3 separate regions of the Mus musculus genome follow, and regions 2 and 3 are each linked to region 1. The links are chromatin contacts, called in public HiChIP or PLAC-seq and promoter capture Hi-C maps. All regions are on one chromosome and are shown on one strand. Each heading gives the region's core, a stretch centred on a gene start, on an enhancer-like site or on the middle of the called end of the contact. The rest is flanking DNA. Distances are from core to core; before and after follow the strand shown.

Region 1 (4,806 bases), core at 601-3,100:
CCCGCTATGCACCAACCTTCGAGCCTCCCGTGAGCAGCAGGATGCAGGAGGTGCTAAAGGGTCAGGGGGCTGATATGGCTGCCTGCCCCCAAGCCTGTGGGAGAGAGAGAGCCCAGCTACTCTCTACTCCAAAGGTCCCAGCCAACAGAAACTGCCCCAAGCCTCAGCTGCCTCCACGCTCCCAGGGTGAAAGCAGAATGTTGTATGCGAGACCCTAAAAAGGCCAAAAGAGAGCAGTCGAGCCTGAGCCAGGTTACACTGCGAACCCTTTACAGGGAGGGTTGAGAAAATTCCAGCCCCAGTAGACAGTGGGGATGCAGTGGGGGGTGATGTTCTCCAAAAGAACAGCAAATAAACTGACCCCTACTCTCCAGAAACCCCCTCCTCTCTCCCTCCCCTTCTCCCCCCCCCCCCCCCCCCCCGTCTCGCGCTCTCTCTCTCTCTCTGAGATAGGCAATAATCAAATGATCTTAATCATTCCAAATGATGCTTTAAACAGTGCTTCGTGCAGTCAGGGAAATGGGTCTGTGAGCTGAGATCTGAATAAGGAGGTAGCAAGGGAGTAAGAGCAAGGGAAAGGCAGAGGAGCAGAAGTACAAGCCCTGGAGGCCGGGGCTTAAACGCTCACTAAGGGATTGGGAAAGATTCTGTGAAGTCTCAAAATTCTAGTATATAGTAGGGTGAGAGTTATTTTCTTAAGATTGTAATGATCAAAGTATTAAGTGGACGTTTCCTCTTGGCTTCAAGCAAGAGCGCAATAGAAATGTATGTGGACGTATAGAGGACTTACATTTCTACATCTCATAGGGCTCCTTTTGAAAGCCTTTCATGTCCCGTCTCCTTTAAACTTTTATGATATAGGCTAAAAGCCTGATAGAATCTTTGACTTCCAGTCAGTTCTGTATTGTGAGATTACTTCCTCAGAACTTTAAGAAGACTTCCTTTCTGTGGGGTTGTAATTTTGACCCCTAGTTTCAAAATTTGAAAAGAAAATGTTAAGTACCTCTAACTGCAACTAGTTACATCTGTGCCTGTGGCTAAGGAGGTGGGGGTACAGGAAGGGTGGTTACTTCTTGTTCTTGGCAGCATGCCTTTTCTGTATGCCTAGAGCTGGAAAGGGGGAATAGATGGTGCATAATTGCACAGTCTCATCTTCAAGTGCCTAACTGCTGCTTAGATCTCAGTTCTAACGCCGCTACAATCTATACTCGGTCTAGGAAGTTGAAAAGTGCACCAGGGTTTTGCAGCCCCTAGCTCTGTGGGTCTGATGCACACGTTGAGTCTCAGTGCAAGTCTCCTTTCAGTGGGCAGAATTTCTTGGTTATGCTTCAGGCCGCTGGCCATATTTCTCCCTAGGCACATATTAAAACCAGGTGCGTGGAAGGCGGGCCTTCAGGGACACAAAAGTCTTCGTGTTACCCAAAGCTCCCCCTTCCAGTGTATTTTCTAGAGGTGATCCCTGAGCTGAATCTGGGAGACGCAGACAGCTACCCTGGCTGGGCTATTCAAGAGCAGGACAAACCGGGGAGACGATTGAGGCGCGGGGTGAATGTGGGGTGAGCTTCTGGACACAAGGGAGAGTGTCCCCTAGTGTGTACACAGTACAAGACCCTAGAGCCACAGCGCTTGCCAGAGCGGAAGACAAAGTGCAGACGGGAAGCCACCGAGCCGAACCTGAACCCCAACTCCAACCCCAACCCCGGCGGGTCATGCGGCATGCGTCCCGGACGCGTGGGGGACGCGGCAGGAACCGGACTCCCTGATGGTCCAAGGCGCAGTGACTCTGCAGAGCCGGGAGCTGCAACGCTTACCGTCAGCTGGCCGCGTGTTGCTTGCGACTCCCGACTCCCGGGGACAGGGGCCGGACCCAGTGAGGTCAGGTTGCAGGTGACGTGGCAGCCTGGGCGGCCTTGCCCTGCCTTCTTCTCAATGGTGGGCTGGGATCTCATTTTTTTCTACTTGGGTCAAAGAGCAAGGTCCTTCTGTGTTTGGTTTTAGTTTTCCCCTAACTTCAGGTTATAAAAGCCTATTCTCAGCTCTATGTGACCTTCTACCCTGATAGCCCTTGTTTTTCTAAAGGAGGCTCATGAATTTCCAGTATCCTCAGTAAAAAGACAGCGGGCCAAAAAGATCAGGAAGCTCCATCGTCAGATTAAATGACAATAGAATTCACCCGAGGGTCTCCAGGTATCTTCTGGACTTGATGCTCTGACCTCTGAATAAAAGCTGTTCTTGGCCTCTATGCCTGTGTCTAGTGAAAAGTAACCAGAGAGAATTTCAGAGTCACGCAACCCTGGTGATCCGGAACAAAACTCAGTCCAAACAAGATTCTCAACCCGTGGTCCATGGAACACCTAAGGCGTTAGGTTTCAACCTAGGAGTCCTCAGAATAGGGTCGGGTCTAAAACCTACCCCAATGCTGGATTAAGGTGGAGGGCACGGAATCCACGTTTCATCACACGTGCTTTGTGAGATTTCACTGTACTTTGAAACTCACTAGACCTGGCCCGAGTTTTGACGTTGAAATGGCGCCTATTTTTCTTTATGGAGTCCTCCCAGAAGCTTCCCAACAATGTAAAAACATCTTTAAAACAAAAGGCATGGAGCGAAACACTGCTAAGTTTGGCTTCGGAATGAATGCGCCTTGTTTCAAAGATCCTTTTATACAAAATTATGCCCAAGCATTATCTCCCCTGTATAATCCCCTAAGCACACCAGCATGGGTACATGGCGGATTATGTGTATACTTTCCACTGCTCTTGTGCTTCCAGTCATTCTGAGCGAGACATCCACTCTCCTGTACATTTTTCTTCTCCTTTCCTCCAGCCTCAGTCTTCAGAGCTTTTTGTTTGTTTGTTTTGTTTTGTTTTGGGGGCGGGGGTTTGGTTTGGTTTGGTTTGGTTTGGTTTGGTTTGGTTTTGGTTTTTCGAGACAGGGTTTCTCTGTGTAGCCCTGGCTGTCCTGGAACTCACTCTGTAGACCAGGCTGGCCTCAAACTCAGAAATCCGCCTGCCTCTGCCTCCTGAGTGCTGGGATTAAAGGCGTGCGCCACCACGCCCGGCTCAGAGCTTTTTTTTTTTAGTGCATTGTGATGTGTGTGCTTACTCCAGGAATTTGGTAACTTCCAAACTACACAGAAAAATCTGGTGAGCTTTTTAAACTAATCCACAAAGAATTCCAGCATCCCCCGGGTACCCTTACAGAATGTTTGGGTCCTGGAACATCTAAGAATTGATGAATTTCTTAAAAATTGTGAAGTGGCAAATATTTTACCATGAGTGTTTCACCAAAACAAAGAAACATGCTGGAGGAGAAGGGATTTCACTACTTGTGAGAGGGAAGCAAGAGAAAGGCAGCCTGGGGCTTGGGAAGAATAAAGCCCAGTTCACCCACCAGGCAGAAGGAATGCGTAGGACAATGGTGAGAGGAGATCCCAGAGGCACCTGTGCTGGACAGCAGCCCTCCCAGATGGATGTGGTGATGGTGACAGTCTGGGAATCATGAGAGCCTAGTGGGTTTGCCTTGAGAAGCTCTGTAGCCAATGGAGAAGGACCACAGAGACAGACGAACAACTACATTTTAAAAAAATCCAAGCAAGTAACCAGAACCTAAGCATGTCGTTACTGGGCAGTCTTAGAGTTGTGATAGGAAGAGCCATCTTGGTCGTCTTTAACACTGCACAGTTTAGCAATGATGATGTCATGGTAGTGGAAATAGTAACTAGTGATCCAACCAAATTTACAACAGAATTACACCAAGAAGGGACATGGGGCACAAAAAGGGTAATGGGAATGAGTATGCTCAAAGAACATTGTGTACATGAATGGAATGTCATAAGAAATCCTGAAGTGAATGATTAATATACGCCAGTAAATTAAAAAGGGGGGCTGGTAAAATGGCTCAGCGGGCAAAGAAAGGTGTTTGTGCAATCCCTGGAACCCAGGACTGAAGGGAGAGCACCAGCTCCTGCAAACGGCCCTCTGCTCTCGGTGAGCATACACACGTGCACACACTAAATAAGTGTAACTAAAAGCCTAAAAAGAAGGTGGTGTAAGCACTGAGCACCAGGCTGAGCAGGTGACACCCATGGCTGAACTTTGTGTCACTTAATAGAAATTCTTAGACAAAACCCATGGGGGGGGGGGGAGCATGTGGGTGAGATAGATGTGTTATTTAAAAAGAACAAAAATAATGAGAAGATTTAAAAGCCAGTACCTCCTGGAAGCAGGAAGTTGAATAGGAAGTTCTGAACTTGCTGCCTTCCAGACCACTCTGACTTCTACCCTGTGGATGCATGTTTTTGGCATTTTATTTTTTAAAACATTTTTTTCAATACCCTCTTACAACTAGCCCCAGAACAATCTACTTCAGTCCTTATTCCCTCAATCAATTGCTTCTTACCTCTTGAAACAGTTCTCTGCACGACATCGCCCTTACTCTCCACGCATCTGTGAGACAGCTCACTGGCCAGTGCTTACATCACTTATCTACAGAAGTGCATTTCAAATCGAACAAAGGAAAATCAAAACTCTTACTGCTCATTAAGTGGGGACCATTTTAGGCCTTCCTTCCCATAGGACCTTCAACACAAAGGACTTGAGACACTAGGATTTGCAGTCACCGTCCTGCTTCTAGCTCCTGTCAGTGCATGTCACAGGTGTTGAAGAGGTCATCAGAAAGCCTCCAGCACAAACCTGCATCCAAGCAGAAACTGTAGAGATGAATTCTAACTTTGTACAAAAGCTATCAGTCAGGGTTCTTCCATGCAAATGGCAGACGCTCTGCCCAAGCAAGCTAAGCACAGTT
Region 2 (4,806 bases), core at 1,294-3,793, 410 kb after region 1:
AAAAACAAAAACCCTCTATTTTGTCATATTTATTTTTAATTATTTTGAAGTGCTGGGGATTCAACCCAGGGCATATGTTAGGTGAGAGTTTTCTCTGAGAGCTACATCATCACCACCACACACACAACTGGATTTCTTATTTAAAAACAAGAAAAGCAACGCTCATTCTAAACTTTTGATCCGGGAACAGGCTTGAACCGGCTTGGTTAGGCTTGAGTTGAAACAGACATGCAAAGCTTGCAGTGGTGGGGCACCTTGAAACAGACATGCAAAGCTTGCAGTGGTGGGGCACCTTGAAACAGACATGCAAAGCTTGCAGTGGTGGGGCACCTTGAAACAGACATGCAAAGCTTGCAGTGGTGGGGCACCCTTCTTAAGATCATTCATTCATTCAGGATGAGTTTAAAAGTCAAGGATACATGGCTTTACAACTTTAAAATATTTGCTTACCTGTATCAGAGTTCCACACTGTGCCCTATAAACATGTATACATATATAAAGTTATTTAGTAATGATATTCATAAGAACCTAACAGTTGAGAAAATACTCGTATTGTTTTTGGGTTAAACAAAACTTTATTCAGGAAGATATATGGAAATAAGAATATTATTTCAAATTACTACAATTTTTCCTTAATGTCTTTTCTCTGATTTCTGTGGTATAAACAAACTGCATACTGTTGTAAAGACTATAAAGGTTTTACTGCCACTTGTTTGGATTTAATCTGTAAACTCACCCTTCAATACTGGTTGTATCTCCAACTAAATTCTATAAAACATTTACAGCATACCACTCCGTTTCCCACACGTTCCACAGAGACAAAAATTTAGTGCTCACAAAAGTACTTATAAATATATTAGCTAGTTGTGAAGACTTGCTTCATTTAGACTCCAGATCACCAGTCTGCTGGAAGTAAATGTTGTAGAGGGAGGAGGATATTTGCCGTACTTCTCAGCTGGATCTGAGATTTGGCAAATTCCTTCCTCAAGGAAAACCACTTTCCAAAGATATCCTAGGTAAATGCTTAATGAGATTAACATAAAACTGGAAAGGTCTACTGCGTCCACACCTTCGAATTCATTTGTAAATTACCACTACTTTCTTTTCTTCCCCACCGGGGGACCAGGCTGCAAGAGTCACAGGTGCAGAAGGTTTTTCACTAAAAACAGCATAGAAACAAAAGAATGAAGGCGCCAGGAGGAAAACATAGTCTCAGAACAAAATCAGTCTCGGAGGGGATGGCAGATCTAATGGCAGGTATTACAGAAGTTTAGATAGTCACCAGAGATAGAGAGTATCAGCTCTATTAGGTCTTCCGTTACGCCTGTCTGATTGGCTTAAACCTTTGTGCTAGTCTTTATCTTGAGAGATCTCTTTGCTAAGCACGTGATAGGTGTTAAGCCAATATTGATTTTTTTTAAAAGGAGAGATAGTCATTAAATCTAAGCTTCACGGTTAGTTTTAACTTTCAACTTATGGATCACAAGCCAAACGATTCATATGATCCCTGAATTTCATTACTCATAAGGAGAAACAGTTCGGGTAGGCACGACCTCAAAGTCATCAAATTACTCACACCACACAGCTTAGAAGTCCGATAAGGCAATGTTTGGGTAGAGTCTTGCAGAGATTAAACATCTTGAGCAGAGAGCCCCAACAAAGTGCATAGTGAGTTCGAATGTATTGTAATTAAAGTCATCCAGATGGTAGTTGGACTAATCAATGATGAGGCGGTATTTATCTTGGGATAGAAGATTCTGAACTCCAGAGTAAGAAAATCCCCAAGGTGGGGGGTGGGGACAGTTAATAAGTGCCCCTGGGAAAGGCCCATTCAGCTAGGGCTGCAAAATTCGTTTGAATTTGAATCAATTTGAATAGAAATCTCCCCCAGGAAGCAGGAACCAGATCCTCTAAGCCCAGCAAACTTTGGGCAGGAAGCGAGTACTGCAAAGCAACAGTCCCTTGTCTGTGGTTTGGGGCGCAGAGAAAGAAATCACAAGCGGGAATCGAGTGTTTGAGTTCCTTCAAAGAACCCGGGAGCGCAGAGTAACGAACTCCAGGCACAGTGCTGGCAAGCCCTCTCCTGTCCGCACCCATGCGGGTGCTCCGGCGCGTAGGCCTTCTCTTCACCGCTAGGGCGTCCACGGAGCAGCCCTCGTCCGGCCCGGCTCCCGAATCCGCAGCCAGCAGCGCGGGGCGCCGAGGGGGGCGGGGCGACGAGCGGGCGGAGGGCGCGGGAGGTGCATCCTGGGAAATCCAACAACATGGGGCGCCCGGGCTGCGGGCGCTGTGGCCGCCTCGCGTCCCGGCCGCAGGCGCCGCCGCTCTCCTGACGTCCGAGCCGAGGCCCGCCCGCCGCAGCCCGGTTCCCCCGCCCAGGCGCCCCCGCCCCCCGGCCGCGCCATGTGAGGGGCAGCTCCCGCCACCGCCTCTTCCTCCCCGCGCCTCCCGCCCGCCCCCGCCGCCTCAGCCCCCGCCATGGACGCGCACTACGCGCCCGCGGGCTTCGCTGAGCCTCCCGCGCCCCCCGCCAGCGCCGCCACGCAGCCCGCTGCCCCCGCCTGGGCCTACGAAGCCCGGGTCCCGGCCGCCGCCTCCAGCCCCAGCTGCAGCGGCAGCAGTCCCAGCCTCAAGGCCAGGTAGAGAGGGTGGGCGCGGGGTCTCACTGGGCCAGGAAAGGCCGCGGATGCGCCGGGGCCTGTGCCCGCCCCTCTCGGGGGCCCAGGCCGGGTGGGGAGCCTTCGAGGCGCCCTTCTTTGCTCCCGGGAGAGGCGGTGGACAACTCCTGGCGGGTGGTCCCGGCTGGGAGGGGGCGCATGGTGCAGGATTCGCTCCTGGGGCGGGTCGGGGCGTGGGGCAGAAAGGGAAGGTTGGGTGGGATGGAGGGGCGCAGTCACCTCTCGGTGCTGGACTCCCACATGGTAAAGTTTAAGCTCCGGGCTGACCTCGGTATCTGGGGAACCGGGACTGACTCCGCGGGGAGGCCTAAAGGGGCGCCGCGGAGTCCTGGGCAGTGACATTCCATTGTATTGGAATCTGGGTGGCCGACAATGTGGTGTTGGGGGCTTCGGCAGTGTGAAGGTGAGGGCGGTGGCAGGGCATGACGAGGAGCGGGGCCGTGTCGCTGACACTGGGGGTCCTGGGATGACTGGGCTGCAAGAGAACCCCCAGGGCGGGACACGAATGCAAAGCAGGGGCTGGGTGACATATGTTTATAGTGATGTAGTGTTCCACGCGTTCAAAGTTGCTTTTGGGTTTCCTCTGCTTTTAACAACGGCAGGAAGTCAAGATTCCCTCTTGGCTTTCAGTGTCTGGGGGTGACTGAGTTTTGGGAAGCGTTGAGGGCTGGTGGTCAAAGAAGGCTCTAGAGGTCGAAGACCCAAAGCATGCTTCTCCGTCTCCACTTCATTGTATAGTGCGGCTCTCCAGCATGGGCAGTAGACCCCAAAATGGGGACTCCTGTTTGCTATTTAAGCTCGCGAGAAATGTGTAGCAGTACTACACTTTGAAATGGTCACATTCGAATGATAACTGGAAGGCGTGGTCTGGCTTTGGGAGCGGGGTACTTTTTAAAAACCGCCTCCCCTAAACAATACTCGATCTAGTAGGTATAGCTTCTGACCCAAGAACAGGGAAATCCTGGCTGGTAATGACTTCATCCTCAGCTACCAACAGGAAGCCTTGTACCTATGTGATCTCACCAGGTTTCTAAACGATTTAAACGACACGAGTGAACTTTTTATTTCACTTTACACATTCTAATTACCTTTGTTTTTATGAAAGTGCCGCATTCATGATTTAGAATAGATGTGTAAAGAATTAACTAGTCTTTGTCTTAGATAGTCTCGGAGTTATTATGAAAGAAAGAAAAATAATAATGCTTCAATAAAAGAGTAATTATAAACCTCAGAAAAATCTTTTGTTTAAAAAGAGCCCGGATTTTTAAAAAGAAAGTGATTTTTCCAGTTTCGAGCTAACTGGAGACGCTGAGGTCTTACAGAAATAGCTATAGTGTCGTGTTATTGTAAATAAAACATTTTGAAGAATTTTTAGGAAGAATATTAGACCCTTCCTTGGTTATTTTTGGTGGTAGTTTATCATTTTACAGAGAACAGTTACATTATCTATATGACTTACAATTTTTTCTCTCCAGAGATCAGCAATGATGGGTAATGCGTAGCATTTCTTATATCTCAAATATTTTTTCTTTTTGGTAAATAACACTGAAATCCTGCCTAGTTATTGTCTGTTATTTGTTTGAGCAGAATACCTCTGAGGCAAAAAGCAAAAGCTGACTGGCCATATTTTCCAAATGTTATCAGTCTAACTCTGAATAACTACCTAAGCATGTTTGAAAACAAGTTTAAAAGATTTTTGTTATTGTTTTGGATGTTGCTGGTCCTTAGATCCACTCCCTAACCCCTTGCTTTAAAACATTTTGGAGGGGTGTGGTCAGCTAAATTATAGCGTAGATAATGCAGGCTTTTCCCCTCCCCCATAAAACCTGCTTTGTTAACATGTTGTGTTAGGATTAGGCCATCTGTACAGGGCTGCTCACACTTCTTAATTGTGCATTACTTTTCTTCAAGCCAGGCAAATGTCCTCTGATTTCAGTTATATCCAAAGTACTATAGCCGGACTGTGCCTTCAGAGTCCTTAAAGATTGGGCATTTCAAAAGCTTAATCATATTTTTACAACATTTAGAAAAGCTGTTTCGTAATTCATGTATCAGTTGAATGTTTTTGTTTCCCTTTTGTGGCAGTTTCTTTGGAAGGTACAAATGAACACTAGCTGTGATGATGTAA
Region 3 (4,806 bases), core at 1,039-3,538, 360 kb after region 1:
CCTGTGACACAAATTTCTATACATTAAATTAAAAGGAACAGTTTTGGGTTGTTTGTTTGGCTGGCTGGTTGGTTGGTTGGCTGGTTGGTTGGCTGGTTTTGTTTTTATTTTTATTTATTTATTTATTTATTTAGTCTTTATTGCTTTATTTTGAATAAAAAACTATGGCTCTACAATAACATTTTTGCTTTCATTCACTTGCATTTTGAGAAAAATGAAACAAGCCTTGGTACCACTGTCACCACAGAGGTCACTGGTTGGCTGGTTTTTGTTGTTGTTGAGACAGGTTCTGTAATGTGGGCTGGTCTTGAACTCACCACGTAGAACCCAAGCTGTCTTTGAATTTGTGACTGTGGTTCTACTTCAACCTCCTAAATGATGGGATTACAGGCATGTGCCACCATATAGCAGACATGGGCCACCACTCCTGACAGGAATAGATAGATCATAGCAGATCATTTTTTAAGGTGTTGTATACACGATTTTAAGTTGTCCTTGGGAAAAGTTGAACCAAAGTATTACTAGCAGAATATTCTATAGGCTTTGACTTTTTTTTTAATTAGGTGTTTTCTTCATTTACATTTCCAATGCTATCCCAAAAGTCCCCCATGCCCTCCCCTCCCCCACTCCCCTACCCACCCACTCCCACTTCTTGGCCCTGACGCATATAAAGTTTACAAGACCAATGGGCCTCTCTTTCCACTAATGGCCGACTAGGTCATCTTCTGATACATATGCAGCTAGAGACACGAGCTCCGGGGGGGGGGGGGGTACTGGTTAGTTCATATTATTGTTCCACCTATAGGGTTGCAGATCCCTTTAGCTCCTTGGGTACTTTCTCTAGCTCCTCCATTGGGGGCCCTGTGATCCATCCAATAGCTGACTGTGAGCATCCACTTATGTGTTTGCTAGGCCCCGGCATAGTCTCAGAAGAGAGAGCTATATCAGGGTCCTTTCAGCAAAATCTTGCTAGTGTATGCAATGGTGTCAGCGTTTGGAGGCTGATTATGGGATGGATCCCCCGGTATGTTTTTTTTTTTTCTTTATTATCTTTCTTTTTTGGTTTGGTTTTTCAAGACAGGGTTTCTTTATGTAGTTCTGGCTGTCCTGGAACTCACTCTGTAGACCAGGCTGGCCTCAAACTCAGAAATCTGCCTTCCTCTGCTTCCCAACTGCTGGGATTAAAGGCATGCACCACCACCGCCTGGCTTTTTTTGCTGTTTTTTTGTTTTGTTTTGTTTTCTGTTTTGGCTTTGACTTTTTCAAAGCCTACTTTATTTAGGGTTCTTATAAGCTTAAACTTCCCTTCTAACCCACTGACCAGAGGTAGTGGAAAAAGAAGGTTAAAAGGAAAAGGGGATCATGGACCTGTTTAATTCTTGGGGGCAATTCCACTCTTCATTGTCAAGATACCAGCAGTCCAGTTCAATAGCAAACACCAAACATGAACCAGTAGCAGAGGCCCCATCCAGCAGAAATCCCGAAGGCTCCACCAAATGAGCACAAGTCAGCAGAACTGGCCAGAACTAGCTGGAATACCACGAGAAGTTCTTCGGTGCATTTCTCTCTGTAAAGTGAAGACCGCCGGAGAAGTGAAACCAGAGAAACATTGCACGGCATCATCACAATGCAAGAGCAAACTCTCACTGTTCATGGGGATCCATTTATACTCTTTCCAAAAATCACACACCCTGCTCTCTCAGGCATCTACTTCAGCAAAACATCATCTCACAAGACAGCTTCCAGAAAAACAACATGTGACACAACTGAGTTCCCAGAGAAATCAGAAATTTCCACTTACATATTCAATATTCATTTCCTCATATTTACATTTTAACCTCTATCAAATTCATGGGGGAAAGTCGCTCCCAGGCTTGAGAGATGGCTCCACAGTTAAGAACATTGACTGCTTTTCCAGAGGTCCTGAGTTCAATTCCCAGCAACCACATGGTGGCTCACAACCATCTGGAATAGGATCTGATGCCCTCTTCTAGTGTGTCTGAAGACAGCTACAGTGTACTCATATACATAAAATAAATAAATACAAATTTTAAAAAAGAATAATTCCCTATTTTCATAGGGCTTTTCTTCAACTGCTAAGTATTGTTTAATATTGCTCTAAATAGCTTTCTTCTCTTGTTTTTAATCTTTCTCTATATCAGTTCATCTAACATGCCCACACCAGTTCTATATCAGGGCTCCTGTGGTTTTATTCCCCTGTTCAGAAAGCTTCACTTTCCTGTCTGGGGACTGAGTGTGAACTCTTTGGCCTATTGTGTAATACAGTGCAGCACAGCCTTCTTGCCCATCTCTGACCTCAGCTTCTACTTTCCTACACTTACTGTAGGGCTCAGTCCAAGTCACAGGATCATTATTATCTTCCAGAGCATGACTCAGAGTTTCTCATCTCTTTGTCATCAGCCAGTGATGAAAAACGCCACCAGCGTGACGTGACTCATGGCCCTTCCCTCACCTATGGCAGACACCTATGCTAATTAATCATCCCATCCTTTCCCCGCTAGCAGGCATACAATGTCTCAGTGTACAGCCATGGACTATTCCTATGATGGAATGGAGTAAGCACTTGAGGTGAAACTAATTTGCCAACTTTCCATGGTCCTTTCACCTAGTTGGCATTCACCCTAGTGCCTCTTCTGGAATTTGTTGATTGAGATTCATTTCAAATGCTCCTGAGAGACCAGATCTTTTGGGTTCAAACTCCAGCTTAGAGAACCTGTCCTAAGGTTGAACTCCAGTTAACCAACAGGCCAGTACCTAGCACCAGTCTCCAGGCTACCCCCAACAAGACCTGTGTCTAGGAGCAGTTTCCAGGTTAACCCCCCAACAAAACCTGCATTTATCACCAGTTTCCAGGTTATTCCCCAACAAATCTGCACCTCCAGGTTACAAGCCTACCCCTGATACTTCACTTCCTAACAACCACCAATCAGGAGGAAAACAGAAGTTAGACTTATGGTTTGGCTCTCAGCACCACCAATTATGTTAAAGGACATAATAGCTGCCCAATCAGATGTGTGCCAGGCTAGATATCCCGCTTCTTGTCTCTATAAATGTTTGCATGAAACTAGGCTCAGGGCTGCACCCTCCCATTCTACTGCGTTAGAGAAGGTGGAGTGGCCCAAGCTTGAGTTTGAGTAAGGAGACCCTAATGCAGTTACACCAGAATTGGTTCCTTGGTGGTCTTTTGGGGTTCACGGATGCTTTGTGGCACAACACTCCCTCCCTTTCATATTCCACTCACCACCTCCAGTTCTCTAAACGCACTACACAGTTCCTGCACTTCTGATGTCACTGTTCCTAAGGAAAAAATGAAAATCGCATTCTGTCTCAGTAAGAATAATTATGTCTCAGGTTCTGGAGCCAGACTACATGAGATTGACTGGATCTGTCATCCATCTGTGAGTTCTTGAACAAGTAGCTTTAATATCTTTGACCATCAGAATCCTCTTCTATACAATGACAGAATGATGACATCTACTACAGAAAGTTGCGAGGATTCCATGAGAAAAAAAATGCAGGTCAAATGCTTACCCAAGTAACACACACACACACACACACACACACACACACACACATACTAAACCTTGAAAAATGTTACATAGAGAGGCAGAGGCAGACAGTTCTCTGTGAGTTCAAAGACCAGGCTAGTTTCCATAACAAGTTTCAGGTCAGCCAGGACTGTATAGTGAAACCTATCTCAAAACATATATACATACATACATACATACATACATACATACATACATACTGTACTGGCTAGTTTTGTGTCAACTTGACACAGGCTGGAGTTATCACAGAGAAAGGACCTTCATTTGGGGAAATAACTCCATGAGATCCAGCTGTAAGTCATTTTCTCAATTAGTGATCAAGGGGGGAATTCCCTTGTGGGTGGTGCCATCTCTGGGCTGGTAGTCCTGGGTTCTATAAGAAAGCAAGCTGAGCAAGGCAGGGGAAGCAAGCCAGTAAGTAAAATCCCTCCATGGCCTCTGCATCAGCTCCTGCTTCCTGACCTGCTTGAGTTCTAGTCCTGACTTCCTTGGTGATGAACAGTAATGTGGAAGCATAAGCCGAATAAACCCTTTCCTCCCCAACTTGCTTCTTGGTCATGATGTTTGTGCAGGAATAGAAGCCCTGAATAAGATACATACATACATACATACATACATACATGCATACATACAGATTTGGAGCTGGGGTTGTTTATGAGTTTGTCTAGGACATACAGACAGGCAGACAGACAGACATATAGATTTGGAGCTGGGGTTGTTTATGAGTATGCCCAGGACCCTAGTTTGGTCCCCAGCACCTGTGTCAATCAGCTCGCAACCACCTGGAGATCTGACACCCTCTTCTGGCCACTGTAAGTACCTGCACACATGTAGTACACACACCCACACATTTAAAAATAAAAACAGGGGCCAGGCATGGTGGCAGACACCTTTAATCCCAGCACTTGGGAAGCAAAAACAGGTGGATCTCCATGAGTTCTAAGCCAGCCTGCTGTACATAGCAAATTCCAGGCCCACCAGAGCTGCATTATAGATGTATCTTGACTCAAAAATAAATAAATAGATAGATAGATAGGTAGATAGATAGATAGATAGATAGATATTAAATAGGGGCTGGAGAGCCGGCATGGTGGCGCACGCCTTTAATCCCAGCACTCGGGAGGCAGAGGCAGGCAGATTTCTGAGTGCGAGGCCAGCCTGGTCTACAAAGTGAGTTCCAGGACAGCCAGGGCTACACAGAGAAACCCTGTCTCAAAAAAACCAAAAAAAAAAAAAA

Evidence for each region. Promoter capture Hi-C pulls out the DNA fragments that hold promoters and counts their contacts. HiChIP or PLAC-seq counts read pairs in DNA pulled down with a chosen protein or histone mark.
Region 2: a contact with region 1 is called in an H3K27ac HiChIP or PLAC-seq map of epiblast stem cells, with 3 times the contacts expected there. The contact joins the promoter of Qser1 here to the promoter of Them7 in region 1. A contact is called at or near these places in 15 of 39 promoter capture datasets (the 3T3-L1 cell line, 3T3-L1-derived adipocytes, the SN4741 cell line and 9 more), 1 of 484 Hi-C or Micro-C datasets (nephron progenitors), 15 of 115 datasets of contacts at active chromatin or transcription factors (acute myeloid leukemia, bone marrow-derived macrophages, cardiomyocytes and 9 more) and 1 of 9 other capture datasets (adipose tissue).
Region 3: a promoter capture Hi-C map of liver shows a contact between it and region 1. The contact joins the enhancer-like site here to the promoter of Them7 in region 1. A contact is called at or near these places in 18 of 39 promoter capture datasets (the 3T3-L1 cell line, 3T3-L1-derived adipocytes, the C10 cell line and 12 more), 4 of 484 Hi-C or Micro-C datasets (cerebellum, embryonic stem cells, liver and 1 more), 9 of 115 datasets of contacts at active chromatin or transcription factors (embryonic basal ganglia, embryonic forebrain, embryonic limb bud and 5 more) and 3 of 9 other capture datasets (adipose tissue, embryonic stem cells and pancreatic islet).

What each region holds. Positions count from the first base shown.
Region 1 is chr2:105,221,386-105,226,191 of GRCm38.p6, reverse strand. Them7 (thioesterase superfamily member 7) reads right to left here and starts at 1,850. Exons shown (of 4, transcript NM_028747.2): 1 at 1,812-1,850.
Region 2 is chr2:104,814,433-104,819,238 of GRCm38.p6, reverse strand. Qser1 (glutamine and serine rich 1) reads left to right here and starts at 2,543. Exons shown (of 12, transcript NM_001123327.2): 1 at 2,543-2,639. 2310047K21Rik (a long non-coding RNA gene) reads right to left here and starts at 2,317. Exons shown (of 3, transcript XR_003953885.1): 1 at 737-2,317. Gm39898 (a long non-coding RNA gene) reads right to left here and starts at 408. Exons shown (of 2, transcript XR_866613.1): 1 at 369-408; 2 at 33-330.
Region 3 is chr2:104,862,238-104,867,043 of GRCm38.p6, reverse strand. No RefSeq gene overlaps it. Among named protein-coding and RNA genes, the nearest start is that of Prrg4, 15 kb to the right of the region's middle. Within about 2 kb of position 2,288, at least 41 of the 459 cell types and tissues checked have an H3K27ac peak or open chromatin away from gene starts, as enhancers often do. A contact at or near this core is called in kidney, liver and trophoblast stem cells, where this site is marked.